4 separate regions of the Sus scrofa genome follow, and all the other regions are linked to region 1. The links are chromatin contacts, called in public Hi-C and targeted proximity ligation maps. All regions are on one chromosome and are shown on one strand. The core of a region is the stretch at or near the end of the contact, and the rest is flanking DNA. Distances in the headings are between cores, read along the strand shown.

Evidence for each region. Hi-C and Micro-C count contacts between places; a contact is called where the count stands out from the background.
Region 2: a targeted proximity ligation map of alveolar macrophages shows a contact between it and region 1. A contact is called at or near these places in 1 of 47 Hi-C or Micro-C datasets (embryonic fibroblasts) and 1 of 2 datasets of targeted methods (alveolar macrophages).
Region 3: a contact with region 1 is called in a targeted proximity ligation map of alveolar macrophages. A contact is called at or near these places in 2 of 47 Hi-C or Micro-C datasets (epiblast stem cells and fetal skeletal muscle) and 2 of 2 datasets of targeted methods (alveolar macrophages and skeletal muscle).
Region 4: a contact with region 1 is called in a Hi-C map of mesenteric adipose tissue, with 2.1 times the contacts expected there. A contact is called at or near these places in 5 of 47 Hi-C or Micro-C datasets (heart right ventricle, mesenteric adipose tissue, omental adipose tissue and 2 more) and 1 of 2 datasets of targeted methods (skeletal muscle).

What each region holds. Positions count from the first base shown.
Region 1 is chr4:125,424,343-125,431,708 of Sscrofa11.1, forward strand. CDC7 (cell division cycle 7-related protein kinase) reads right to left here. Exons shown (of 12, transcript XM_013997381.2): 12 at 7,112-7,366. Among named protein-coding and RNA genes, the nearest start is that of CDC7, 31 kb to the right of the region's middle.
Region 2 is chr4:125,170,288-125,177,653 of Sscrofa11.1, forward strand. The region is part of intron 1 of TGFBR3 (transforming growth factor, beta receptor III); the gene reads left to right. Among named protein-coding and RNA genes, the nearest start is that of TGFBR3, 36 kb to the left of the region's middle.
Region 3 is chr4:125,221,229-125,228,594 of Sscrofa11.1, forward strand. All of the region lies in intron 2 of TGFBR3 (transforming growth factor, beta receptor III), which reads left to right. Among named protein-coding and RNA genes, the nearest start is that of TGFBR3, 87 kb to the left of the region's middle.
Region 4 is chr4:125,290,594-125,297,959 of Sscrofa11.1, forward strand. It overlaps TGFBR3 (transforming growth factor, beta receptor III), which reads left to right. Exons shown (of 18, transcript NM_214272.1): 16 at 4,312-4,347; 17 at 6,928-7,035. Among named protein-coding and RNA genes, the nearest start is that of TGFBR3, 160 kb to the left of the region's middle.

The sequences.
Region 1 (7,366 bases), core at 1,414-3,913:
TCTCGGGGTCAGGACAGAGCAGCTTAGGATCTGATTATGGGGTGGGGATGCCACGGCTTCTGCAATGACTACCAGTGGTTTGGTGTGTCTTTAGCCGGGGTCACAGGAGGAGGCGGGGACGAAGGAAGAAGGCCGAGGAAGCCAGCCAGCAGGGAGACGAAGGACAGAGGAGGGGGCCTAAGCTTGGGAGGGCTGGTGGGGAGGAAAGACAGGTGCTGTTCAGCTCGGTTTTCACGACGTTAGTGGGGAGAGCGCGCAATCCATCCGTCTCCACCTCCAGCCGAGGAGAGCGAGGAGGTGATGAGGTGCGGGGGAAGACGAGCCAGTTAATATTTTTGAAAGCCCACTTTTTTTTTAAACTACCGTAGGTACTGCTGCATTTTCTTTGACTTGGGGACGTACTGAGGGACAGAGACGCCCCCAGCGTTTGCCCTGGAGGCTCACGGATGTGTGTCAGACACCTCCTGGCCTTCGGTGTACACAGGCTTGTCTCCAACACGGAGCGTCCTTCCAGCCGGGCGGTCAGCCTCAGCCCTGGGCCAGAGGGCTTGGGACGCTCTGGTTGGGAGGTTGAGAGTTCATGTTCACGCACAGATGAGCCGTCCAGTCGGTCCTGGGGAGTCAGGACGGGCCGGGGTGGACCAACCTCACCGTTAGGCGAAGGGAGAGAGCCTCCCGTTGAGACTGCAGACGTGTCTCCAGGCGAGGCTCTCTGAAGTTGAACTCTACGGAGGAGGTGTTTTTCAAGGTCAAAAAATAGTGGAAGAGCAACAGTTTCACGTGGCTCGCACTTCCGTGACATTGTCCATTCCATGTGAAAGACGTTAACATGTTTGCTGAAATATTTAAAAATTTACCATTTCCATAAACCTGCTTTGTCATCTTGTCTTTCTTCTAAAAATAATATATTGGGGAGTTCCCGTTGTGGCTCAGTGGGTTAAGAATCCCTGGCCTCCCTCGGTGGGTTAAAGGATCTGGCATTGCGAGCTGCAGTGTGGGTTGCTGTGGCCGTGGTATAGGCCGGCAGCTGTGATACAGGCCGGCAGCTGCAGCTCTCCTTCGAAGCCCTGGCCCGGGAACGTCCATGTACTGCAGATGTGGACCTGAAAAGAAAGAAAAATTTAAAAAATAAAAATAATATATGGAGATCTTCAAAGAGACGGACGTGACCTGGGTCCTTCTTGCCTCTGGCTAAGGCTGCTTCTGCCTTCATCCTGGGGCCTCTGACAACGCAGGTCCACAGGCCTCCTGTGCGGCTCAAGACCCAGAGCGCATCCTTAGAAGAGTTCAAATTGGAGTCTTTTTCTGAATGTTTTCCTTCAGCCTCGTTGCTATAACTGTCCCAGTCTAATTCTCCTGTTGCCTATTTTTATATCTCCGTTATCTGTTTGGTCACCAGATGGCCGCTCACAACTTTCTACCTCCTCAAATGTTCTGCCATCTCCCAAACTCATGCTCTGCATACCACGTTTAACTTCCTATGAAGCCTGACGTTAATTCTAAAGCCACTTGAGAATTCAGGCCAACCTAAAACCCATTCGTTCAGTGCTGCTGCTGTCAAAAGCCCACCTGGCTGACTCAACATACAGGTGCGGTTGCAGGGGGAGGGGGTGTGGGGGACGGAGGCCTAGAACAGGTCCCTGCTCCCATTCCCCTTCCTCTGCTTCCGCTGAACTCTTCAAAAAAGCACAAAACAGGAGTTCCCACTGTGGCTCAGTGGGAACAAACCCAACTAGTATCCATGAGGACGCAGGTTCGACCCCTGGTCTCACTCATTGGTTAAGGATCCTGTGATGCTGTGGCTGTGGCTGTGGCTGTGGCTGTAGGCCGGCAGCTGCAGCTCCTATTCTACCCCTAGCCTAGGAACTTCCATACACTGCACGTGCATCCCTAAAACAGCAAAACCAAACACGCCAACAAATCCAAAATTATTTACGTCACTGTGGCCGTACTTGGTACCTATGTGGATATTAAAATGTGTGATCATTTTCAGCAAATATCCGTTGAGCCGTGATGATGGGCCAGCATCAAAGGTAAGACGGTGGATCCAGTCGACACGATTCTTGTTGTCGTGAAGTTTACCACCTAGGAGGTGACACAGACAAGACTGACTTGTGCCACACAGGAGTGCCGGAGGCCGCACGGTGCTGCGGGGCACAGCCATGCCTTTGCCGTGGAGCACTTGTCTCGACACCGTTGGAGATTCTAGGGAAGCTCTGGGTAGCAAGTGGACTGGGAGGCCAGTTTGAGGAGGCAGCTTCGGAGCCGGGGACTGAAGGGTGACAGGGTCCAGGAGCCGGCAGGCTGCGGTGACTCAACCCAGAACGAGCTGTCAAGGATGAAAACCTTCCCGAAGGTGGTGATGGCTGAACTGAGCCCTGGCAGCGGTACCCCCGTGACGGTGGCTGAGGTTTGCTGAGAAGAGTTCCAGGCAAAGGAAGCAGGATGTGCCAAAGCCCAGGAGAGAAGCAGCAGAACACAGGAGACGTTGGTGGCTGGAAAAGATGAGCGTGTGCTAGATGCTCACTAGCTCCTCCTTTGCCTGACAAAGTTGTTTTGATTGTGTAACGGCCAGCATTCGTGTGTACCTTCTTGTCTGTTCCAGTGGCCTCACGGATACATCAGTCCAAATGCGTCTAGACGGCAGTCCGAACACGCCAGGGGAACGCCTGCCACCTGCTGGACAGACGAAGCATCACCGTGCAGAGAAAATTAGATTTACGGCACTGCTGGGCTCACAGAATCCCAGATGATGGCCATTTTCCACTCAAAGGTTTAAAAGAGCTGATGTGCTGAAATTTTTTTTAAAGGTCAAGGAAGAAATATGTACAATATTCTCAGGCCCTGCTTCCCCGTAGAGGGGAGATGAAGGGAAAATTGAGGCAGAAAGAGAACCCGTGCACTGTGTCAACAATATATCCTTGGGGCAGGCCCTCACTCATTCCTACAGACAACAGGTAGGCACAGCAACCCTCTCTGCCGCCGAGCAAGCCAAGGCTCACGGTAAAGAGAGAAGGCCAGTCTTGGCCGGCTCCTTTAGCTTAAGCTGCCTCCAGTCAGGGTTTATTCTGAATCAACAAAAGGCAAATATGGGGCATTAATTCTCCAGTTGTGATTAGACCTATACTTTTAAGTGCGAACGACCTCAATGGAGAGACTTAAGGCCCCATTTGGTGCTCGAAAGGCATTAAAAGGCTCTCCAGTTTACTCCCTAACAGACACACCAACTGGTTCCCAAAAGAGACCCTCAAATGCCGCATGTGGACATATCTTCAAAGCTGAAAAACGTGTCTGCCATTTCTAGCAATTTCACACCACTTCTTGTTAAGAGAGACACGCCATGCCATTTAGATGCAGAAAATGTTGGGATTCTCTCAAGGCATCAATGAGGACTGACATTTCTGTAAGAGGAGCTGCCTCAGAAAACTCCAAGATGAATAGGGACTTGCAGGTACGAAGATGAATCGTGTTAGCAAAGCATCATCCAGTGTGTATATAATGACTTCCCAAAAGAATTTACACATGCCTGTAAGTTCTCATGACAAACTGACTTGGTGGTGGTGTTGTTATGGTGACTGGCACACAGTAGGAGCTAAAACCATGACTATAATAATTATAAAACCTTTGCTCACTCGCCTCTGACACGAGGATGTGAAGGGTTATGACAAACAGAATGTCCACCAGCTGTTCTGTCTCCACCGAGGTCAGAGCAATGGGAACTGGGACAGCGGTGAACTGGAGTGGAAAAAAAATTAGAACTGATATGGATGGGAAACAGTGAGGAGCTGGGGAATCTGAGGACAGACTACCACGGAAAACAGCATGAGCCTGTAGCTGCTTCAGAAGAAAAGGGGCTGCCTTTAGGCTGAGATTATTCTGGTGGGATTTGGAACTAACCCCTTCGTCAACCCCGAGGTTCTGACTGTGTGTTGAAGTCTCTGAAGTGTTGCTAAGAAATGTTGGGAAGGGGGCATAAAATAGTCTCTACCTTCTTGTGATCTGGGTACAGGAAACCAAGAAAAGGGTCTTGGCACTGATCGGGGAAGGTGTGGCAAGGACCGGGGGACCACGGGTGGCCTGGGCACGAGGACTGCACCTGGGACAGGTGAGGGACAGGCAACTAACTCAAAGTCCAAAGACCCCAGGAGGACGAGACTGAACCTAAAGCCCCACATCAGAACCTTGCCTTCATTTCAGTTACATATTTGTTAGGGGTTGGGGCTGGGAGGGGACGTCAACCGCCAAGATATTATGAAAGGAGGAGTGAGGCGTTCCATTTTTTTTTACATCTATCAACTAAATTGTACCAAACAGGAACACAGGCACCCTTATTAAGAGACTTTTTTTGGGAGTTCCTGTCGTGGTGCAGTGGTTAACGAATCTGACTGGGAGGAACCGTGAGGTTTCAGGTTCGATCCCTGGCCTCGCTCAGTGGGTTAAGGATCTGGCGTTGCCGTGAGCTGTCGTGTAGCTTACAGTCTCGGCTCAGATCCCACGTTGCTGTGGCTGTGGTGTAGGCCAGCGGCTACAGCTCTGATTAGACCCCTAGCCTGGGAACTTCCATATGCTGTGGGAGCAGCCCTAGAAAAGGCAAAAAAAAAAAAAAAAAAAAAGAGAGAGAGAGAGACGTTTTTGATTTACAGCTTGCCAAAAAAGCAAATTAATTAAATGTAACTTAAATGCACTCCCCCACAAATATCACTGAACACTCGCTCAGTAAATGCCAGGTACTGGTCTAGTCCCGCCGCACAGGGGCAAACAGAAAAGCTCCTTCTGCACAACGCACAGCAAAGAGCCGCAAAGAAGCTGATGTTTACTGCACAGCATGATAACGAGTTATTTTAAAAGAGGAGCTATCATTTGATACAGCCATTTACATACAGAGTTTTAAAATAAAAAAGTAAAATGACAGAAAGGCCACTCACGGAACACAGAGCATTCGGGTCACGAAGCTGGGGCAACGTGCAGAGGGAATTGCTAACATTTGTCTGAAGATTCCTCATACACATACACACACATACACGGCGGGGCGGGTTTTGTTTTCAGTCAGTGCATCTGTGTGTAGGAAGACCAGGAACACGCCAGAAGAAACAAAGAAACGCCTATTGGGTAAAAAAGCATTCAGATGAGCATCGAGAGCCACTTGAAGGTGGCTGGATTCCCGGGCCCCCTGCGCCTTTTGCTTACGGATGGTGCTGAAACAACAACCTGACGTTGCAGAGCCAAACATCTGTTCCTGATTTTCGGTCTGAGTCTTGTCCTGGGTGGAGCTGCTTCTAGATCATACGCGACAGTCTTCAGAGAAGTTACAGAAGGAATTTACACAAAGGGTGAATACATGATTAAATACACAAAAACACACACCACGAACAGAATGTAGATAAGACGTGTATGCAAAAATTCTGATTAGAAAGAATGATCAGATGGCTCTTTCGTTTTCTGATTTGTGCCTCTCACCCCCGCAGTTTTGTTATGACTCCTCTGATTTCAGGATGTCAAAAGCCCATCCCCTTCATCTTCTTGGTTCCCTACTAGAGTGAGTGACCTTGGCCTCCTCTAAATCGAGAACTAGAGATGAATCTAGAAGCTATTTATTCTCCACTTCCCTTCATAAGATAGGATTAAGTTTTCTAGTGCAAAACCTGTCGTCTTCCTCAAAGATTTGTCGTAGCAGGGTTCAAGCTGGAATCTGCCTAAGGACTAACACAGCATCATCTGTTAAATGTATTGTTTTTAATTATGATTGCTCTTTAGAGCTGCACCTGGGGCATATGGAGGTTCCCAGGCTAGGGGTTGAATTGGAGCTGCAGCTGCCGGCCTACGCCACTGCCACAGAAACACCAGATGCGAACTGCGTTTGCAACCTACGCCACACTCATGGCAAGAGCTGGATCCCCAACCCACTGAGCGAGGCCAGGGATTAAACCCACATCCTCATGGATACTTGTCGGGTTCACTTCTGCTGAGCCAAGACAGGAACTCCCATGCGTTCAACTTTTTTTTTGTCTAGGGCTGCTCCCGCAGCATGTGGAGATTCCCAAGCCAGGGGTCAAATTGGAGTTGTAGCCGCGTCTGCGACCTACGCCACAGCTCACAGCAACACCGGATCCTTAACCTACTGAGTGAGGCCAGGGATCGAACCTGTAACCTCATGGTTCCCAGTCAGATTCGTTAACCACTGAGCCACGACGGGACTCCCATGTGTTAAACTTGAAAGGGCACATTCTGCACGTGCTGAATGTTTCCATCAAGTCCCAAACCATTAGGACACTTTGTGATCATCCCTCCTGGCAGGTAAAAGCATTGAACACACTCTGCAAATAAGCCTTCTTTGCTCATCCTTTTGAATTTTTCACATAGTTAATTTTTTAAAGTACTCAAAAGAGGGGTTAGGGAAATTCTATTCTCTTAGTTCACTTTCTTCTATTGAGGAAAAAAAATAAAATTAGCCGTCTGATTGAGCTCAAACTTTCTGGCAATCACTTTTCTGATCTTTATAATTTTCTCGCCCAACCGGTGACTGCGTTCTGAAGACCATGCCTCTGCCCTTCGGCATCTGAAATGTCATTATTTACTATATACCAGCCTTAGCACTGACCTTTGCGGTTAGTTTGCTGAAAACCTTACAGTAATTTGACCCAGCTTTAATGACTTCTGATTACTTATCTCGTACACGGGTGATAAAATCCACCTTTCAAGAGAGGGAGACAGTTCACACACACAATTTGACAAAATTAGGGAGTGGTAACATGGGTTCTAAGGACACAGGAAAAACTGAAGCGAGAACTGCCGTTTCTGCCTGGTGTTAGATAGTGCTCTTTAGAGAGCACAGACAGCGTGCACAGATGTGGGCGGAAACAGGACATCTGTAGACACTGGCAGACAGCATCCCCCGCCAAATTTGGCCACAGTTTCTTAAGATAAATAACTTTTCGGTGACGCGTGGGGCTGAAATTACACAAACAGCAGAAATTACTAAGACCGAAGCCTACAAGTTTAGTGGGTTTCAAGATTTTATGCAATCAATATTCTGACATCTGTAACACCATTCTGTTGCTAAAATGCTGAGGCCAAAACCTGGAGATTTAATAATGTTGCTTAATGACTTTTGTTCAGATTTTGAAACTCACTAGGTTTAATTCTTTGGAATAACCACCCTTGAGCCACATTTTTATTTAGGTCATTAAGAGAACCATCGTCATCTCCTTAAAAGGAAAAGTTTCATTAAAAAGGCTAGAGAGCTGCTGCCTGTCTCGAAAACCAATACTTGTAGCTTGTTATATTAATAGTTCTAAATGTCCAAGCCTTATTAAATGAAAACAACCCTAACAGTTTTATCTCAAGCGTCTGGGCAATAAGAATTTTA
Region 2 (7,366 bases), core at 1,869-4,368, 250 kb before region 1:
CTATTGAAACTCTTCACTCGCCCGTCTTTCCCGTTAGACCGTGGGCTCCTTGATAACGGAGGCGTTATTATTTATGTATCCCAAGGCCTTGCATTACTTATCATCTAGCTAGATGCTCAATAAATGTTTGTGGAAGGGTGACAATTATACATGATTTGGTTTCCAGGAGGGTTTATGGCCCTGTGAGGGAAGAAAAGCAGGTACACAGAATGGTAATGTACAAAACCAAAACCAAAAGGTGCTATGCAGTAGAAATTGATAGAGTTGAAGAACAAAGTCTGTGTGAATCCCAAGAGAGAGACGACAGTTTTTAAAAATCTTTTTAGGGCTGCACCCATGGCATATGGAAGTTCCCAGGCTAGGGGTCACATTGGAGCCACTGGCCTACACCACAGCCACGGCAACGCCAGATCCGAGCCACATCTGCAGCCTAACCACAGCTCACAGCAACACCAGATTCTTAACCCACTGAGCGAGGCCAGGGATCGAACCTGTGTTCTCATGGATGCGAGTCAGGTTCATTTCCCCTGAGCCACAACCGGACCTCTGAGAGATGACTTTTAATGAGGAGAATTTGGGAAGGTTAATAAGGGAAGTGGAAGCTCTGCTGAGCCTCAAAGGATAGACTTAGGTGTGCAGAGGTATTGTGATGCCTGGGTTCGAGAGGAATTTGACTTCAGCTTCTGCCCCAAAGAGGAGAGGCTGGAAAGCGACGGCTGTGTTTGAGAAGGTCGCACGAAGGTCTCCTATTTTGTAAGCTGTTCCCAGCCTACAATAGGCACTAGGGGATGTTTTTTTATTTGGCAGTAGAAGAATATGAAGGTGTCTGTCTATCTGTCTGTGACGTCTCCAAATTCCAAGTCTTCTGGGCTGGAGAAAAAGCCTTTTACCCTCCCCTCCTCTTCCCCCGAGTGGGAACCGTCACACAAGTGCCACCATTACCCAGGCCCTGCTGAGGTGGCCGTCTGAGCAGTTTGGTCCCGGCCACCCAGCTGCACTTGTCAGCATGTGCTTGCCCACTTTCTTCTTCAGCACATGTTCATAGAATATTAGAGCTTTCAAAATCATCAGATAACAGGCTCTCAGTTACCAGATGAGAATTGATCCTGAGTCCAGGAATTGCTGGTTAATCGTAGTAATGATAAAAGCTGCCATTTGCTGAGCACGTAGTGTGTGTCGTCTGATCCTCTTGACAGCCCTGCAAAGTGTAGACACGTCCCCATTTTACAAAGGAGAAAACCGAGGCAAAGTCTCAGTTGGTCCCCGGCAGAGCCAGGAGTCAAAGTCGGGTCTTTTCAGGACAGCATCCTTCTGAGCCCAGACAGGACCCCAAGTCACTGACCACAGAGAAGGAAGGAGCTGGGCCCAAGTCCTCAAATAAAGGAGAGGCTGTTGTGCTAGTGGAGGAGACCAGGCTTCTCTGCTGCTTGGACATTGAGTGGTGGGTTGTTTGGGACCCCTTCTGAGGCTGTCACAAAACAGAGACATCTGGAGCACAAAACTCATCAACCAGCCTCGGCTTTAATCAGAGTTATTTAGAGGATCGAGAGTGGCATATGTTCTTAGTTTTTAATTATGCAAATAAAAACTGTTTTCATTTTGTAAGTAAAACGTAAAGTCCACTTGTGTGCTAAGAGGGTTCATGTGGCGACACAGTTACGTGGCCATCTCCCGGATCCCGCGCTGGCATCAACCACCCCCACCCTAGGTAAGAACGCTCTACAGTTAAATTATGTGCCCAGTCCTTTTTCTATAGAGTTATGTACGTCCACGCCCTGGTTTAGGGAGTGAATGAATTGTAGCATTCTTTACCTATTTCTCTGTAGTTTTAATGAAAGCTTTACCACTATGTCACTCAGATTTTTGTCAGCGCTAACAGACTGTTTTTTAACAGCAGCATAGCTCGTGGCACAGACGTACTCTTGTGAACGTTTATGGTATTTCTGGTGTTTCTCTGTTATAAATGCTGTGGCAATTAACACCGATGCGTGTAACAGCTTTACAGGTACGTTGTAAAGTTCTGGTGTCATCCGGTTGGTGTAGTTACAGTTACACCTGTCATGGTATGGAGCGGTTGCAGTTACAGTCTGATACCTTTACACGGATGGCGGTCACTTTGGCTACTACCCAGTCCTCTCTGAGAAAGACCGTATTGGGTTCACAGTGTTCCTGGTGGCCTTTCTCATGGAACGGTCACACCCTTCAACAGGTGTTAATGGAACATGGTCATTGTTTTATGGGTGAAGCTTAGTAAGCACTCAGTATGTGCTAGGTACTTTCTGTATGATCTCATTTAAATTTCTCCTGGCTTTCTGCCCCCTGAAAAAGATGTTCCCGTCCCCCCGCTTTCTGAAACTGCGACTCAGACCATGACTTGAGTAAAGGGATGTGGCTTCTAAGAAGCCAGTTCAAAATCTGAGCCCTTGTCTCCTGTCAATTCCGTGGCTCTTTCCCCATTGTGTGGAAGCCGATCCATTTCCTTCTAAAAGACTCTAAGGAGAAAAGTTATAGCAGGTAAAATGCCTTTGAAATAACGGAGTTGTCATGTGCGGAGGGAGGGGAAGACTGTGCCTCCCTAGACGGGGCGGGGGGGGGGGTTGCCCTGTCGTCAGGCCTGGAGGCGACTTTGATGACTTCAGGAGGCTGTGGCCGTGGCGGCAGCGAGGGGCTGTGATGCCCTGACAGCAGTGTCCTGCTCTTGGAAGCTGTGGGTTTAACATCGTGCTGGGAAAAATAAATCTCCACCAGGAAAGGCGGTGTGCTTAGATGCAGCTGGCTCCCTCCGCGGACAAAGTGTCTCTGCTTCCTTTGCATGTGGGTTTCTGTCCAGATCAAAGAGTTATTCCCAGCCTGTGGGTTGGCTTGGCTCTTTGAGAAGTGGCCCCTTTGACGGGGACAGTGGAGTGGGGTGATGGGCAGGATTTAAGGGTTGGCTCGAGCTCTTCCTGGTCCCCTGAAGTATGTGTGAGCAGCCTTTGCTCCCAGAGGCAGGATTTGAGCAGCTTGGGTACAGGGAGGCAGTTCCGCCTTCCAGCAAAATGACTCGTGTCCATCCATCCTGTTGGCAGTAAAAAAATGTGAAAATAAGTCATCAACTGTATTTGAGGAAGAAAGCTAAGAAAATCTGAAACAAAACACAAGAGGGAGTTCCCATTGTGGCTCAGTGGTAACAAACCCAACTAGTATCCATGAGGATGCGGGACCCTGCTCAGTGGGTTAAGGATCTGGCGTTGCCGTGAGCTGTGGTGTAGGTTGCATCACAGCTCAGATCCTGCGTTGATGTGGCTCTGGCTGTGGCGTAGACCGGCAGCTGCAGCTCCGATTTGACCCTTAAGCTGGGAACTTCCCAATGCTGCAGGTGCAGCCCTGAAACACAAACAAAAACAAACAGAAAAAAACCAAAAAACCCCCAACCCCCCCAAAACCCGCAACAGAACCCAAACCATCATAGAGTAAATAACATTCTTGTAACGCATGTGTCAGCATTTTTCAGAGACGTGTCCTCAAGTGTGTGGTGATGCAGTGTGTGTACAAAAGTCACAGGCACAAATGTAGTCAGTGTTTGCAGTCAGCCTCCCACCCCCAGAACATTCCCCACAGGCCCCCACGTGTGTGTGTGTGTGTGTGTGTGTGTGTGTGGGTGTGGGTGTGGGTGTGTGGGTGTGTGGGTGGGCGGAATCCCGTCTCTGAACACTCCCCTTGTCCCCTCTCCACCCCCCTTTCCTCAAACACCTATTTTGGTCACTTCCCTAAAGCTACGTGATGTAGATGAGGAAACGGAGTCAGTGGCCTCACACCTCTCTGAATAGTGTCTAAAGTGGAGTGTTTTGAAACACCAGGGACACGGGTCCACCAGGGATCCTAAAAGCTGGTTTCCAGCCACAACCGTGCCGGAATGAAAATAGAAAACCATGAGGCATGTGCAGCGTCAGCTTTACGTTGTGTCTCAGCTCAGCAGTTTTCCTGCTGTCCTAAACTTTCCTTGAAAAAAAAAAAAAAAGACCAGGGAAAAAGAGGAAATGCTCCAGTTTAAAAAATCTTAATAGCAAAGAGGGAGAATATCAAATAGCAGCTAGGGCTGTGGGGACACTTCTAAAAGAAAAAAAAAAATCAAAACTAAATAAATAGTGAAAAATCTCACGGTTCCTTGCTGGGTTGTGAGGACATGCACGTGTGTGTGCACACACAACAGAGCTCACAGCCTCCACACAGGCAAGTGCAAACACTTTCATGGTTTCATGGCGAGACGGTGCAAGCTGTGTTTTGCCATCACGAAGCACTGGTTTTATTTTTGCTGCTGCTGCCTACTTGCTGTGGAATCTTGGAAATGTCACTTTTATTCATTAATCAAATCGTTCCATGTAACAAATATTTATTGAATGCTGATAATTTTCGAGGCCCTGTCTAAGTGCTGTGGAGGATTAGACTCCTCAGAAAACACTTTCTCTGACTTTGATAGGCTTCGGTGCTGCGGGCATCATGAAGAAACGTTTGGCTTTGCAGCTTTTGCTGCTACGATGGGTGCCCATCAGAGGAGAACCAGCCTGCTGCAGGATTCAGGGGAAAGGGGGTGTAGCTGAAAGAGGCTTCCTCCAGGTCGAGTGGACCATTGAGATGGGCTTTTGTGTTTTTTTTTAATTTTTTATTTTATTTTATTTTTTGTCTTTTTGCCTTTTCTAGGGCTGCTTCCTGTGGCATATGGAGGTTCCCAGGCTAGGGGTCCAATCGGAGCTGTAGCCGCCGGCCTACACCACAGGCTCAGCAACGCGGGATCCGAGGCACATCTGTGACCTACACCACAGCTCATGGCAACGCCGGATCCTTAACCCACTGAGCGAGGCCAGGGATCGAACCCGCAACCTCATGGTTCCTAGTCGGATTGGTTAACGTTTGCGCCACGATGGGATCTCTGAGATGGGCTTTTAGCAGAGAGTGAAGCTTAGGTGCTGGGAGAGGCAGAGGCCACGCCGCCCAAACAGTGGGGCTGTTGTGGCAGGTGCTGACTGCCAAGCTCAAGTGCCCCTTCATTTCTCTGGGCATCAGTTTCCTCCTCTGCAAAAAACAGTTGCCTTTCTTTTGCTTTTGTGTGCCAAAGAAAGAGAGGAGTGTATTTGTGAATAGACACGGTCTGCGGCCTTTGTGCCTGAAAACAGGATTCTTAGCCCTTTAGAAGACATAGACATCAAAAGGCTTCCCCCCCACACACACACCCCCTTTTGTATTTTCTCATTTTAGCCTCCTTATCATTAGGATACTATTTATATAGGACGGACTTGTGGAAACTTTTTGGTAAGTAGAAAAAAAAAAACCCTTAAATGATGCGTCAAGCCTTTTTCATGAATGACACAGAAATCCAAATTTATGTGATGTGGTTTACCTTGAAAGATGGGTTATTTCAAACATCTGTGTGTGCATGTGTAAAAGGAGAAAAAGCCAAGGCGGAGGAAGCTGTGAACAGCGAGGACATTCGTGTTTTTTCCCCCCTCTTATCAGTAGCATCCTTCAGAAAGTACTGATTAAAAAGGAAGGCCATTTCCAGTTCCTGGTTTGCTTGCCTCAGCATGCACCAAGTCAAGGCTGAACAGGGGACCCCCTTCCAGAAAGCACAGACTTCCTTTCCGGCTGGAAATAATCCATATTGTGTTTGACCTTCAGTGTATTCCTGGCCTTGCTGGAATATAGGGGCCCACATTTGTCCCTGCAAAGCCAGGGCGGTTTCAGATTGGCGTCCACAGGGACTGCTTTACAGGCAGTTAAAAGCAGCGGGAGGAAGGGTCTATAGTAACTCAGATATTTGCATCCTTTCTGGCTTAAAAAGCAAGAGGGTGATTTAAAACCGACACAATTTGAAAACAAACAAACAAAAAAACCCCCATTTCTCATAGTTCCTATTTGTCTAAACCTTGGAGAACGCTGCCAAGGTCAGAATGTTCTTTCGCAAATGACCTTGTCTTGAAGAGGGGGTTGCATCTCATTTATGACACGGCGCTCAGGTCTGCAGTTCTCTTCTGACGGTCGAATAGGGACCTTGGAAAGAGCGCAGTTTCCACGCCTTTTGAACAGTATGTTCCTTAGGAAAGTTTGTTTGTAAAAATACTCTCATATGGTTAGGATTTGCATTAGCATACTAATGCGAACTGGAGTTTGGCCTCCTGGTAGCTTTTTTGGAGTAGGCTACAGAGACAGGTTCCAAAGCCTAATATAGAGTTAAAAGTTAGTGTTCCTTTTAATTAAAAACACATGTTTTTCACTTTTATGGATGGTACTTTTTTTCCTCCTCCAACTGTAACGAGATAGAATTGACATTCAGCCCTGTTGTCAACTGGAAAAAATGTACAACCTAAGAGTTGAGAGTTATGTTTTATTCAGTGGACAAATGAGGACTTAGGTCCAGGACATAGCATCTCAGAGAAGTCTGAGGGACTGCTCCAAAGAGGTCAGGGAGGGACCAGGACATACAGGTGGTCGGAACATCAAAAGATGACTGGTAGTAAAAGACAACCAGGTTATCTCAGGTTAAGGAATTTAGTACTTCATGTCTGGAAAGATGCAGGCGTCTGGGTTCACTGAAGTCATTCCTTTGCTGGGCACCCCTGCTCTCTGGGGCCAGCATCCTGTGCCTCCTCAACCTGAGTCTCTTGGGGTACCCTGGTGGGGGTGGCTGCCAGCGCTGACTGTTGGATGGCGGGCATCCTGTTCCAGCTGCGCTCCCTCGGGGCTCACTGCTGGGAAGGCTGTAATGAGACGGCCTGACGGCTGCAACATCCTTTGTTGACTGATGGGGAGGCTGCATTTTTTATTCACACTGTTTAAGGTGTGTGGCATCCTGATTGGACTGACATACGTCCTGAAATGATTATCGTCTCATCAAGATACAAGAGAAGAAAGAAAACATTTTTTTGTCTTGTGGTGAGAACTTGTTGGGGCATACTAACACCGCAGTGTTAATTATATTAATCATGTTACACATTACCTCCTAGTTTTTGTTTATCCTATTACTGGAAGTTTGTACCTTTTGCCTCCCTCTAGTTTCCTTTCTCACCCCCCTTATTATTCTTGTTTTAAAGCAGATATGCAGCTAGAGTTATTGTTGTTTTTGAGTGATTAGCGAGGTTGCTAATCCTCAGTCCTTAGGGCCAGCTCGATTCTGTCAGGTGTGTAGTTGTAGAGATGAGAAATGGTAAGGCATTTGGGGATGCGATGAAGCCGGCATGTGGTCACATGACAATGTTCTCTTTAATAAGAATATACATTATGTGGGAGGAACTGAAAATAATCATATCCTATTATAGTTGAAATCCCATATAATCAAGGGGAGGAAAGTAAAATGGGTGCTTTTTATTCTGCTTCTGTAAAGGGATATAAA
Region 3 (7,366 bases), core at 2,818-5,317, 200 kb before region 1:
CTCTCTCTCTTTTAAATCCAGGGTTAGGACCAACAGCTGTTGTAGCATGGGCAGGGAAACTTGATATAGTGGCATACATTTTTACCCTGGGCTGCTCTGAGAGCAAATTTGAAATGGTTGTTTTGGAAAATGTGCAGTGAACTTATCTCTAGACCTTCGCACCAGGGCAGTGAGTCCAGCCTAGCAAATCCCTGGTACTTGATGTGCATCTTTCAGAACAGAACTCTGATGCTGCGCCTTGATGCCTTGAAATCAGCACGACAAAATGGTGCTCGGAGAGCAGTGTTTGCTTTGATCATTTTTCAACTCCTGTGCCCCAGCCTTTTCACGGAGTGCAAATTGCTTTACCAGAGTTACGGGGCCGAAGCCCACGGACTGTTTTTGTAGTCTGGTTGCTGTGGAGATTCTTAGCCTTCCGTGAAACTCCATCTCCCGGGGAGCAGAAACCTTTGCAGCTGTCTCAGCCTCTGTGGTGGTGCCTCTGGTGGAACTCTTCACCAAGCTTGCAGCACGCCCGCGAGTGGCGGGTCTGTGTCAGCGTGAACAAATACGTGGAAACGGGACATCTCATGCAGGGCATGTCGTGTTTCAAAACACACGGCTCCCCTGGCCTTCTCCCGGTCGGGCTGAAGCCAACGTTCAGGGAGCCGTGTTGGTCGTGGCAATGATGCGAGCCCGAGCTTTGGGAGAACCGCCGATAAACTTGATAGGATTGCCAAGCGGGGAAGAAAGTGATGGCAAAGGGGCAGCTTAGCGGGGCTTGCGCGTGCCCCGTGAGGAGCAGCTGCTGGAGGACGAGCGGGGGTCGGGGGGGAGCTCAGGTCGCCAGCCCCCTGATGGCCAAGGAACTGTGAGAAAAACGGTTCTGACTTTCAACTCCAGCGGAGGGTAGTGTAGACAAAACCATCCTTCCGCGGAACCCAGGGAATGGGGAAACGTCGCCATGGTTTTAGAGGGCGGAGGTGACAATAACCCACACTCGAGGGCCCTGCCTGGGTGCCCGTCACTCTTCTAAGTGTTCTACACACAGCACCCGTCTAATCGCTGACCTCTCATGCGACAAGCACAGGTGTTATCCCGCGGTTACAGTTGATGAAACCGATGCCCAGAGAGTCTTAACGTGCTCAAGGCCCCAAGGCTGGTAAGTGGGGAGTGGAGATTCCAGCTGGGCCTGAGTCACGGCTCTGAACCACCAGGTCAGACTGCCTGGAACTTGGGAAGGAAGGCAGAATGACCCAAAGGATTGGATTCCAGGAGACAGTGGCCAACGTGGAAGAAAACGCAGATCTCGGGAGAAATCAAATTATGCCCTGAAATATGTTTATGGGCCCACTCGGTGGATGACTCATTCATTATTAACTATTATGTGGTGCCTTCGAGGTGCCAGGTATTGGACTAGGCTCTAAGGTGATAAGAAGACAGGTGCCACTTGCTCCTCTAAGATCGTTTGTGTGGAGTTTGTATGGGCAGAGTTAACATAATGCAAGTCAGCAGGTGCTGGATGCTGTGAGAAGGGTCAGTGGGATGGGGTCAGGGTGTTCACTGAGAAGTGCTTCCTTCTTTCTCTGGGGCACCAGGGATACGAAGCCTTCTTAAAGACTGTGGCATTTTTTTCTGTGAGGTGAGCAAAATTGATCCCAGGCAAAAGTATGAAGCCGTAGCTAAGTTGTCTGTTCATACAGAGCTCTCCTTCTTTCTAAACAGACTTGAGAGGTCTCATTTGCTGAGTTTGCATGTAGGTGCCTGTAGTTTGAGAATTTCCAAACCACGGTATAGCAGCGTGCCCCATTCGCAAACAGCGCTGGTAGGAGTGGGTTCCAGGGTGATGAATGGAGAGCACGTTACAAGAGAGAAAGGGCTTGAGAAGGCCTGGGAGATCCATCTTCACGGGAAAAGTCCTCAGGTGAGGACTGTGCAAAGTTCCTGAGATTCGTTGAGGACCTGCCTGTAGCTAATAGCTAATTTTTAACTACGGGGTAAGCATGTTACTACCGCTTTACAAGCATTAGCGTATGTGCTCTTCATACTAGTGCTAAAACCTACGCACTTTATTGTTTTTCAAGTTGAAGAAACTGCTGCACAGAGAGGTCAAACAGTTTGCCCAAGGTCACACAGCGAAGAACTTAGTGGAGCTAGAAGCGAACACAGGGAGTTTGGTGCAAGGGTGTGTGCTGTCAGTTATTATGCAGTGCTGATTAGTCATCTCTCACTCGATGGGTCCCCTTTTGAGCCGGAAAGTATTAATCAGAGGGCAGTCCCTAAGCTGCTAAGGCATTATTATTAGTAAGTTTGGCTTGAGGCTCCTTTGAGACCCTCTCCTTCCCAGGAAACATCTGGTCATTCACTGTCATAAAAGGGACAGTATCCGTTTTGTGCATCAGGCTTTATTTCTCAGGGCTGACCAGGAACCTGCCATGGTAAGTGGATAATTAATAGAAAAAGAAACAAAAATCAGAGCGTTTAGCTACTTGTTAACTCTGGTTGAAAAGTTTATTTGCTTAAGGATGTGGAATCCCATGGTGACTTTGACTTTATCAGCGTTTTCTATTTTAAAAACCAAGTGATTTCAGAGCATTAGCCACTGATAATGGTCTGAGGAATTTAAGTTTTGATCGTCTTTCTCTGAGAGAATAATAAAATTGTCCTCACGTGTTAGAGGGTACAGAGAATGATATTTATCATAAATATAAATTACTTCACCTTCTCAAGTATCCTGTGTGATTGCTCTGATCTCTTTTAAGGTTAGAGGAGATTTAATTTAATCTTAGGAAGAATAATGGCTTGTTCAAAGCTAGGTCTAATTTTAGAATCTAGGCTTATAAGCAAAGGACAGCAGGCTCCCACGGACTCCCGCAACCAAGACACGGACGGATGAGACTTGAACCTGCGGCAGCCGTGTTCTGAGCGCTTTATGAAACGCGAAAGAACCGTCCTCGTGTTCCTAATAGCATTTGCCTTATTCTAGTGTCCTTTTCTTTAGAAATAACTGCGGTTGAGCAGCACTCTCAGGGGTTTTACTCTGTTGTTCACCAAACCTATGGACCCTTCAAAACAAATTTCACCAAGCTCTTTAGAGACTAAAAGAAATAGGAAGGGGTGGAGTGATTCTGAGAGTCTTAAGAAAATACCCAGGAAATGACGTCACGGAGTCCCTCGCCTCCAGGGTCCGAAGGGGTCTTGGTGCCCCTCCTGTCCAGTTTACACTTGGCTGTGCTGTTTGTTTCGAGACTCTCTCTGGTGAGGGGTCCACCAGCCAATCCACGTGGTTCAGACGGTGGGGAAGCAGTGGGAGAAACAGGAAAAGGTTTCATGGTGACAGATTTTGCCAGTTTCTTTCAGGGGAGCGTAGGTCCTGGTTTGTCCTGCTTGGGGGCCCAGCCCAAGCTGCTCTCGCCTCTCCCCGCTCTGGGCGCCTCCCCTCCCCGCACACCCTGGGCACCTCTCAGTCTTGGTGTCACCTGTCATCGTCGTCCCTTGCGTGCCTGCCGTCCCTCTGGACCGTGGCGAGCACGCTGGGGAAAGACAGGCCTCGTCTCACCCGTGCTCCTGGTGCCAGCGGTGGGCCTGCTGCCTGGCACATCTTAGGTACCGACCTGATGCTGCCTGAAGAAATGAAAACCACGCGCAGGAAGCCCGGTTCCTGCCTGAAGCCAGCTGGCCGTGTGCCTCGGCTTTGAGCACCTGGGACCTGGAGTCCTGAGGACCGTGCGCCTTCTGAGGTTCTCTGGGCTCCTTGCAGTATCGCGTGAAGCTCTTTCTAGATGAGAGTTAAAACTCGGGCCTTGGTCAGGCTCATCTTGTTTGAAGGTTCAGATCACAGTTTGTTCCTCTGGTGGAAACACGTAACGTGATGCTTACCGTGTTTGCCACTTCGAAGTGCTCGGTGCACTGACATTGCTCGCTCACCGTGTGGCACAGCCCTCACCACCATCTTGTTCCAGAACGTTTTTGCCCGTCCAGAAAGACATGCCATCGCATGTGCCAGTCAGTCCCATTCTGCCCTCCCCCAGCCTCTGGCAGCTACTTCCCGTCTCTGGATTCGCCTGCTCTGGACAGTCATGTAAATGCAACCGTCCAGCACGTGACCCTTTGTGTCTGGACTTCTCCACTTCCCACACTGTGCTCAGAGTCTCCTGTGTTGTAGTGGGTGTCGGCACCTTATTCTTCTGATGGGTGTCCGGTGTATGGATGTACCACATTTTGGTGGAGATTCGTCGTGAGTCAGATTTCTTATTTCTGGCCAAACATCGTGAATGGCAGAGAATATGAATTATTTCTATGAGATCCTGATAATTTTGGAATATTTAAACTCATAACCGAATCTGCCCCTCCCCCCTTCGGCTTTTCCCATTCTGGCTCTACTCACTGCTCATAGCGGGATCTCCAAAGGATGAGAGGCACAATGTAGACTGTAATAGTTTTGCTGGCAATGAGAAGTAGAGAACTAGTGACTGGAACTTCAAGGCATTTGGGACGCCACTGAATCGTCAATCAGCTTAAGCTGTCTGACCTTGATGGGCTATACCTGCCACAGGAGGTTCCCAGGCCAGGGGTCTAATCAGAGCTGTAGCCGCCGGCCTACTCCAGACCCACAGCAACACCAGATCCGAGCCGCATCTGCAACCTACACCACAGCTCTTGGCAACGCCAATCCTTAACCCACTGAGTGAGGCCGGGGATTGAACCCAGACCTCATGGTTCCTAGTGGGATTTGTCTCTGCTGTGCCACGACAGGAACTCCCTGACCTTGATGTCTTTTAGGGCCTCTGTACTTCAATCGGGATTAGAAAATTTCATTTCCTCCCTCCCTCCTTTCCTTCCTTTCTTTCTTAATAATTCGATGGCCGCACCTGCAGCGTATGGAAATCTCTGGGTCAGGGACTGACTCTGAGCCATAGCTGCGACCTTGGCTGCAGCCTTGGCAACACTGCGGGATCCTTTAACCCGCTGTGCCTGGTTGAGGATCAAACCCGCCCCTCTCCAGTGACCCAAGCCCCTGCAGTTGGATTCCTAACCCACCGCACTCCCGAGGGAAGTCCTGGAAGATTTCTTTAGAGACGTATTACAGACGAGTAGCTTGTACCTCCTCCAGTTTCCTGGGAAGCTGAACCTTTGTAATACTCTTAAGCTCTCTTTAAATACAAGCGCTCCTGCTATGCCTTCCATGTTTCATGTAGTGAGTAAAATTCAGAGATTAGAGGCTTTTTAAAAAAAATCATTTTACGTATAAAAAATGAGACCAGGTATAAAAAGTTAAGACAGTATTTCCAAATGTTAAGGCAGGACCTTCTGTTTCCTAATGTCACATGGGGCAGCAGTTTTAATTATTCGCTTGGAACTGGATGGATATTGTCCCCTCTCTCTTCCTGGCACTTTTGCGTTCACTAGTTCCCAGTAGTATGACTTGATTTGTCAGGGTTTAAATTTGCTGACTATGTGTATGGTGTTGACAGAATTACAGTCTCTTCATTATTGAGAAACAAATGACGGGTATCGTGTTAGTTACGTAACCTGAAAGTCAAATGGCTCGTGTCAGAATTTGCACATGTTGCATTGTGAGGTAAAATCTATTCCTAGCCTCGGCTGTGACACTCGAGCTTTTTTTTTTTTTTTTTTTGTCTTTTTGTCTTTTAGGGCCACACCTGAGACACATGGAGGTTCCCAGGCTAGGGGTCAAATCAGAGCTACAGCTGCTGGCCTACGCCACAGCCACAGCAAGGCAGGGTCTGAGCCACATCTGTGACCTGCACCACAGCTCGTGGCCATGCCGGATCCTTAACTCACTGAGTGAGGCCAGGGGTTGAACTTACGTCCTCATGGATGCTAGTGGGGTTCATTAACCGCTGAGCCACGAGGGGAACTCCATGACACTCAATTCTGAATTACTTGTAAATAAATGCCAAGAGGGTCATTCTTTTTTTCTTTTTCTTTTTCTTTTTTCTTTTTTTTTTTTGTCATCTTTTTAGGGCCACGGCCGTGGCTTGTGGAAGTTTCCAGGCTAGGGGTCTAATCGGAGCTGTAGCCATAGCATCGGGATCCAAGCTGCATCTGTGACCTACACCACAGCTCACGGCAATGCCGGATCCTTAACCCACTGAGCAAGGCCAGGGATCAAACCTGCAACCTCTCGGTTCCCAGTCGGGTTCATTAACCACTGAGCCATGATGCAAACTCCAAGAGGATCATTCTTGATCTAAATAAGGAACATTGTTCAGACTTCTCACAACTTAGTCTTTTGCTTCTTCCACTGTTTATTTTCCTTTTTCCTTTGGGTTGTTGCTAAGTGTTTAAAGGATTTTTAAGGGTATAGAGTAACTATAATAAATTCGTTACCAGGTGTTCCGTTCTACTGTAGTTTTGCCCCTTTCCAGTTAGAACAAATGTATCGCACTACTTTTAATGCTGCCTGAAGAGAATAGGAAATTTAAACCTTTCGGTACTGGCTTTAGGAAGATAGATCCCATCTTAGACACTTATGCATCCCAAATGCTCGATGCATATTTTGGCAGCTTTCCCTCTGCTTTCTGTAATCCTAGGTCTTACCCCAAAAACTCACTGCAGGGCCTGGGGAAACTGGTTCTGAGAAGGAAAACAGCCAAAAGTACCGCGACCAGCACCGAAGGGCAACGGGAGATCCTGGAAGAGGGACAGCGTGGTAAAACAGAACCCACTTGACGCTCACATTTAGAAAGTGGGGGACCAGGGGGCACTCTGTTCCGCAGAACAAAGGCCCTAGGCTTCAGCCCCCATGGCTCTTATTAAGGAAGGTGACGAGATTAATATTTGTTTGATTAAGGGAGGTGACAAGATTAGTGGGCAGGGCCAGGCATAGGCAATGAGGTTATCTTAGGGATATCGGAGGGGGCATCCTTAGGACGGGTGCAGCTGTTGATAGAATAACAAGGGAATGCCTAAGCCCTTTACCTTGTCTTTGAAGGAGACTCTGTGCTCTGGAACTCTGCGTCCACAGATCTTTGCCTTCTGCAGAGTTCAGCAGCTCCGCAGTCTCCAGCATCTCCCCCTTTTTTATTTATTTGTTGCATAAGGACAGTCACTCTTAATTTTGATTGCAGGGCGTTCATTGGGTTCCTATGGATCAGTCCATGATTCTGCGGACTCTGTCCGCAGCAGGTCTCTGAGGTGACCAGTCACATTCGGGGGGGGGGGGGGGGGGGAGTTTGTCTCCATCCTCCCGGGAACCCATCATTCCAGGCTTTTTTTTTTTTTTTTTATGGGATAGTGGCGATGTTGATAGAATAAGAGATGGAAACCCTAACCCTAACCCTAACCCTCTTCTGTAGCTACTTCCTGCTGATGAGGGGCGACGAGTACTGGGTGTCTGGACGTGGTAGGTTCCTACTATGGA
Region 4 (7,366 bases), core at 3,193-5,692, 130 kb before region 1:
CCACGATGGGAACTCCGTAGGGGTTTTTTTTAATTCAATGTGCTTTACAGTTTGAAAATTTTTTACTTTCGAAAATGTCAAATATAAACAGAAGTAGAATACTAGAATGAACTCCCACAAACCCTTCATCTGGTTTCAACATTATCAGTTCATGGCCAGTTTTGTTTTATCCCTTCCTGTCCCTGGATTGTTTTGAAGGAAACCCTGACATTTCATGTTATCGGTGCCTGTTCCAGTATGCACCTCCAAAAGCTGAGACCCCCTCACGAGATCTCCAGTAGGAAACCCATCGATGCTTCCCTTAGGAAGACGGCGCTGAAAGCGTCGTGGAGGTGGAGTCGCTAGGATCTTATGCAAGAATAAGATACACGTGACCTTTATGGTTATTTAGTCCCAAAATGTTTCTTGAGGTCCTATTATCCGCTAGGTGTGTCATAAGCAGATTTCCTTATTGCTGAGGCCTTTGCAGTCTAATGCACGACTGATGCTTTGGGGCTGGACCACTCTTTGCTGTGGGGTGTTGTCCTGAATCATAGGCTGTCCAGCAGCATCTCTGGCCTCTACCCGCTAGATGTCCTTAGCAAACCCTTCCACCTCCGGCTGTGCCAACCCAGATTGCGTCTGGACATTTCCAGAGGTCCCTTGTGAGAGGGGAGTAGGCAAAATCACCCCCAGGTGAGAACCGCTCATGTAGTAAAATCATATGCAGAAAAGTGAACAGGCGATTGCCGTGAGTACCGCAACTACCGAAAGAACCCAGAGAAGGGAGTCGTTTACAGCGCAGTTCGGGTTGCTAAGAACTGCGTCTTCCATGGCCTGCACAAGGTTTATCTCCCCACCCTTCCCTCTGGGCCACATACCAATAGATGTGGGCACCAGGTAGACCCCTCATTTCCTTGTGGGCCTGCCCAATCCTGCCATGCTCAGGAGAACGGAATTGAAAGCTGGAGGCCAGAAGCTGAGGTCCGTTCCTCGTGCACAACCCCAGAATAAACCTTTAGGAAAACCACGCCTGACGATCACAGGAGGGGAACCTTGGTTCTAGAGGCAGAGACCGAAGTTTGCTCGGCGTATAGGAAAAGATTGAACTCAGCGTGCTGGTGATGGTTTGTTCTTTCTGTAAAGAAATCTTTATTGTTAAAATTCTCTTTACAGCCACAGCTAGGATTCCTTCCTTACCGTCTTACCCTAAACCAAAAGTAAATATCGCGCTGTCCACTCTTTTCCTCTCGGCATGCCAGCTCGATTAGAGGGTTCCGGTGGGGATCCAACTATTTTCGTTCTACTCGGGTTATTGGGAATTTTGGAACGCAACTGCTAGAGGATAAAATCCGTTAACCTCGGTTCTGCAGCTTGTGCTTGTTATTGTTGCTGCACAGAGATCACGGAGGAACCTCAGCCCTGGGGAAATATGCAAGAACTGGTTCTGCTGAGGCCTGGGAGAAGGCCCCTCTTTGGGGTGGGGTAAGAGGATTAGGTCATCACGTGAAGCCATTAGGAATTTTAAAACAATTCCGTCTATCACAGAGGCCTTGCTGTAAAACCTACCTTCATACATATGTGCGGTCTTCTGGGGGGGGGGCATTATTTAAAAGCCTTGGGGGTTCTGAGTGCCAGGGTTTAGCTCTGGGTGCTTGTTTGGATGGAACGCTTCCCACAAGTGTGTGTATTTCTCGCATGAGGAACGCTAGAGAGACCTTTAAGTGCCTTTGAACTTAGTTCAGCCTATCAAACCACTACTTCTTGAAAAGAGGAGCATTTTGTGGCTAGAGACCCCTCCTTCATAGGACTCTTGGGAGTTTAAAATGAGAAAATGTAAGGGAAGCTTTTGTCGATTGTAAAACACTGTACGACTGTGCAAGTGTAAGGCGTCCCTGTTGTCACTTTCTTGCTGCCAACGAGGCAGTCTCTCGTGTGTGTTGTGTAGTTGGTGTGCGTTCTGCATTCTGAAAGAGACTTTCTTAAAAACACACAATCATTTTAGCTTTCTTAGTCATCTGATCTAAGTCTCACTTTCAGGTATCTCCTAATCCCAGGGCCACCACGCCGCACAACTCCAGGGGGCGCCATTCAATTGGCGTGGCTGTGATTCCTCTGCTGGCATTCCTTCCCCTAGAACTAGACCTGCTACCTCATGCTGCAGGAACGTTATCAACTAGCTGACACGGTTCATGCTGAGATTTCCAATCCCATCCGGCTTCTTTAGTTTTACAAACGTCCATTCAAATGCTGCAAGTTTGGGGTCAGTTTCTCACAAAGTCCTTTTGCTTCACTGTGGGTTCCAGCACAAGGTGTGTGTTCCTTCTTTACTGAAGGAAAACGGAGATGAAAAGAGACACTAAACACTTATCACTTTTAAACTCTCCAGAGCAGGGCAGGGGCTGTGCCAGGGCTCAGCACGCTCTTTCTATAAAGGGCCCGATGGTGAATATTTTCAGTGTGTGGCTTATGGAGTCCCTGCCTCAGCGATGTAGCTGCTGCTGCAGAATGAAAGCAGCCATGGAGGATATAGAAGGAGTGTCGTCATGTTCAAATAAAGTTTTACTTACGGAATTGATTTGAATTTCTTATAATTTTCGCATGTCATAAAATATTATTTTAGGAGTTCTCTTTGTGGCTCAGTGGTTAATGAACCCAACTAGGATCTATGAAGACGTGGGTTCATTCCGTGGCCTCGCTTAGTGGGTTAAGGATCTGGTGTTGCCATGAGCTGTGATGTAGGTCGTGCGGCTCAGATCCCTCATGGCTGTGGCTGCGGTGTAGACCAGCAGCTGTAGCTCCGATTTGACCCCTAGCCTGGGAACCTCCATGTGCTGCAAGTGTGGCCCTAAAAAGCAAAATAATAATAGTATTTTGATTTTTTTCAGTGACTTAAAAATATAGAAGTTATCTGTAGTTCACTTATACAGAACTAAGTGGTAGGCAATGCCCTGCTCCCCCTGGTCTGTGACGTTCTCAGCGTTGAGGGTGGCCCGTGGCACGTAGCTGTGCCCAAGGTGCTTCTCCACTGGCGCTTCCCCAGCTAAGGACAGAATGACACTCCCAGCCAGTTTCGAGGCAGAATCTGGAATCTTGGGTCAGGCCCGCCCTGATGCTTCCCAGCTGTGACCTTGGGCTAAGTCCCACAACGGTCTCAAGCTGCTCGTTTGTAAAATGGTGATAAGGCTTCTTGCCCTGCCTCCCGCGGGGGTGGCTGAAAGCTCAGATGAGATCAAGCCCACTGTCTGAGCACAAAAGCTTTATGTAGAAATGGAAAGCACGCAGGCATTTTCATACTGTCTCATTCCAAACTTCCTCCGCTGCCTCCATGTTCAAAAAGTGCATCAGTCTAATCCTCCTTCACCCTGCATTTCTGGGAAGGCTGTTCTGTGCCAGGCTGAGTCCTGAGGCCACGCAAATGAGAAAGAAGCGAGAGAATCCCGGTGTGACGCTAGATGAAGGTGCATCTCTAACAGAGAGGGAGGGCGCCAGCAGAACTGGGGAGACTTGCCCTGCTGGGTGGCACCAGGTGGGGTGATGGGAGCGCCAGAGATGCCCTCCCCGGGAAAATGCCAATGGAGCAGGTCTCGGGGGTGGCTTGGAACTTGCAAGGACATGGAACTGCTTGGACAGTGGGGGGACTTCACCATGAGGAGCCCGGCCTGGGCGAGGAAGCCAATAGCAAGGGTGGCTGGAGAGCGGTGGGCAGAGGGAGGCAGACCTGGGTGCGGGCTCGAGCTGGACTTTTTCCCCATAAATGAAGGGAAGTCATTGAGCGGTTTAATCTGGGCAGCAGCATAGTCAGCTCTGGGCTCGGAAAAGTCAGCAGTAGTGGAGAAAGGACACCAGGCAGAAAAGGCTGTGAGGGTGCAGATGTGCCGCGAGAAGCCGAACCAGCGCACGACAGCACGGCGGTGGGAGAATGAAGACACTTAGAGCCCTCGGGTGCCTTCACATAAGACTTTTTTGAAAGTGGAGTAATATTGAAAACACTGGGGAAACACAGTATTTCAAGGTAGGGGACCCTTTTGTAAATCAATATAAAGGCATGTCCCCATGCACGAATTACCAGACTCCGATGCCTTAGGTTGAGGCATTTGCCTTCAGAAATCAAGCTGGAGAAACCAAGGACAGGGCTTAAAATTTCTGAGTCCTCCCTGGTGCAGTCTTTATATCCAAAGATGACCACTGAGTATTCCTAACAAACAGAAGTCTTACCAACCGAGGAGTGTCAGCCTCTGCTGCAATGTGGATAACCTTTTACTTAAAAACTCAGTTCCTTTGAAAAAAAATCAGAACGCATCGTGATTTATGTTTTTGTTTCAGAAACAGGTCCAAGCACGAAGGAATCGAATCCAATTTCTCCACGTAAGTCTTTATGCAACTGTTTCGAAATAAAGCCTCCTGGGCTTTCATAAGAATGAGTTGGTTATGGAACGTTCGCCAGACTTGGAGGTTTGATAAGGAGACTTCTGCTCTCATTCTCTCTCACTCCCCCCCTTTTTTTCCTCCTCCTTTCTTTCTCCCTTCCTCTAACCTTCCTTCGTTCTTCTTTTCTCCTCTCTACCTTTGCCATTTTTAAAGATGAGCACGTGTGGACCCATGGCTGTGTGTCACCTTCATGGGAAGGGAGTGAATTTCTTAGTCTTAGAGAGACAAGGTCATGATGGGCCATCCTTACATGGGTTGCGACCTGAATGCATTACACAGAGCCATGGGACTGTTGCGCTTTGTGTCATTAAGGATTTCTAGCTGCTCGGAGGAGAGGCTAACGGAGCCCGTGGCTATACCTTAAGACAACCACGAGTCCCAGGGGTGTGGAGAGAGGGCTTCTAAGACCAAAGGAGCGACCAGCTGCAACAAAATGATACGCTGGAGATGATCTGGGCCAGGTTCATTTCTCTCCGCAGAAGAGCACTCTGACCCAGAAGTACTGAAGTGATTTCCCTATGGTTATGACTGGCCCTGAGGCAGGGCTAGAATCTGGGCTTTCTGGCTGCACGCCCAGAGCTCTTCCAGATAATGTTGCCTCGTTTTTTTTCTTCTCTAGGACTTTCCGGATTAGTCTCCATGGCTGACCCCATCCCGTACACATAGTGGGCAGTCTGGAGAGTTCCTTCATGCTGAGTGCCTCATCACCCATTCTCTGAAGTATATTCTTCCGCAGTATCATGGGGCGGTCTTGTGAACCCTGAAAGAGATGCCTGAGGGCACCTTCTTCCGTAGTCGCCAATCCGAGTCTCGGGGTTGACACCTGCGTCTGCAGACATTTAGAAAGTCTTCCCCAGAAACTTGTCATCATGACCCACTTCTGTGCCTGTAGACTGGGAAGACAAGTCCTCTTTTAATCCCTGTCCTGCAGACTCGATTAAATGAGACGGAAGGCTTGGGTCATCTTCACCTCCGTGGAGTCTTCCCAAGCTTCCTCCCTCTGAAGACTCCAACGCCTTTTGGATGCAGCAGGTGCAACAGGGCTGTCCCTTTTGCTAGAAGTCAAATGAACACCAGAGGGCACGGGGCTGGAAGCGTAGGGACCAGAACTTGGGGATGTGGATCCCCCAGAATCTTCTCCGAATCCTCCTTTCCCGAAGGAGAGCCTCTGAGCGCTGGCGCTGCTCGGGGCTCAGACTTGTCTCCAGCTGGGTCCTCCACGCAGAGCTGAGAGGCAGAGGGATGGCGTTCGCCGAGAGATCAGCTGGAGCCCCTCCGATGAGCGGAGAGGACGCAGACACAGGGTGGAAACAACGGAGATGCTGCCCCCCCATTTCCCTGACGGGAGAGAGAGACCTTAGAAATTCTACTCCCCCGAGAACCTCGCTCCCTTGGAAACGGGTTTTTCCTTTTTATAAGTGATTCAAAGAAAGTAGCTCTCTTAAACGAAAGGAAATGTTTTATTTCTGTGCCTGGAATTAATTTCACATGCAAAAACCTTTGCCAAATGGAGGAACAATTGGTTCTATTTATGTTTTGCTGACCATAAAATTGACATCGCTCCCCACTGAGAAATATTTCCGTTCTCCTCCTAGCAAGAGCAGGGTTGGAAAAAAAAAAGTGTTAAAAAGCAGCTTGTGACACAATAGGTGGCTGTCGAGATGGAGGATTGAATGTGAGGAGATGGGTGACACGTGATGATTCGTAGGAACGCTCGATCCTTATGTGCTGTTCTCTCCTTCTCACCGTCTTCCTTCCTGTTGTCTGTCATCCTTTTAAATGTGCACGAAAGTAGGTTTGCAAAGAATTTGAACCGTGTTTTTTCTGTAGCGCCTCACGGTTGGAGGTGTTCCATGAAGAAGAAGCAATGAATCACATTTTGATCTTGAAAATTCTCCTTATTTTCCTAAGGTGGTTTTGTTTTTGTTTTTGGTCTTTTTAGGGCGCACCTGTGCATATGGAGGGTCCCAGGCTAGGGATCTAATCGGAGCTGTAGCTGCCAGCCTTGCCAGAGCCACAGCAACGCCAGATCTGAGCCACATCTTCGACCTACACTACAGCTCACGGCAGTGCCGGATCCTTAACCCACTGAACGAGGCCAGGAATCGAACATGTGTCCTCATGGATGCCAGTCAGATTCGTTTCCGTGAGCCACGAGCCGCGACGGGAACTCCTCTAAGCAGCTTAACCTCTGAATTTGCAAGCTGCTTTTTCATTCAGATGGTAGGTCCTCAGATGGAGGACCACAGACTTGGGATTTTTACAGCGGCGACACGTGTTTTAATAAGTCTGTGGCTCGAAATAAATTTCAGACTTGGGGATCTCTTGGAAATCTGAGAGTTTCATTTTTCTTTTGCGAAAGTATCTGCAAACTACACACACAGTGACTTTAACATGTCCTCCTCCTGTTTTATGAGTCACTTCTCATCCTTTCTGACTTCCTTGTGAATGAAATGTCGGGTCGCGGGGTGTGATGCCGACGGACTCAGAGCGTGCCTTGGTTTCTCTTCGTTGCAGCGATTTTTCATGGTCTGGACACACTCACCGTGATGGGCATCGCGTTCGCAGCGTTTGTGATCGGAGCTCTGCTGACGGGGGCCTTGTGGTACATCTACTCTCACACAGGTTAGTGTGGCCGCGGCGTTGGAGTGGCTGCACCCCGTGTCTCCGCCGCACTGGGTGGCTGCTTGGTGTTCGGCGGCACGGGTGAAGGGATGCGGGAAAAGGGACTTCATCCCCACTCGCTTCACATCTCTGCCTTTGGCACAAACGGGGTTTTGTGAGAATTTAATTTCCTTTGAGCAGTTTTAGGAAAGGAAGGTTTGTGTTCATTGCATTGAGGTGGTGCAGACGTTTCGCTCCTAATGAAGCTATTTTGTGGTTAATTAAAGAAAGCTAATGTAGACAAACTGGAAACAGCGAGCGAAAGCTAAAGGCTTCAGAACAGACACATCAC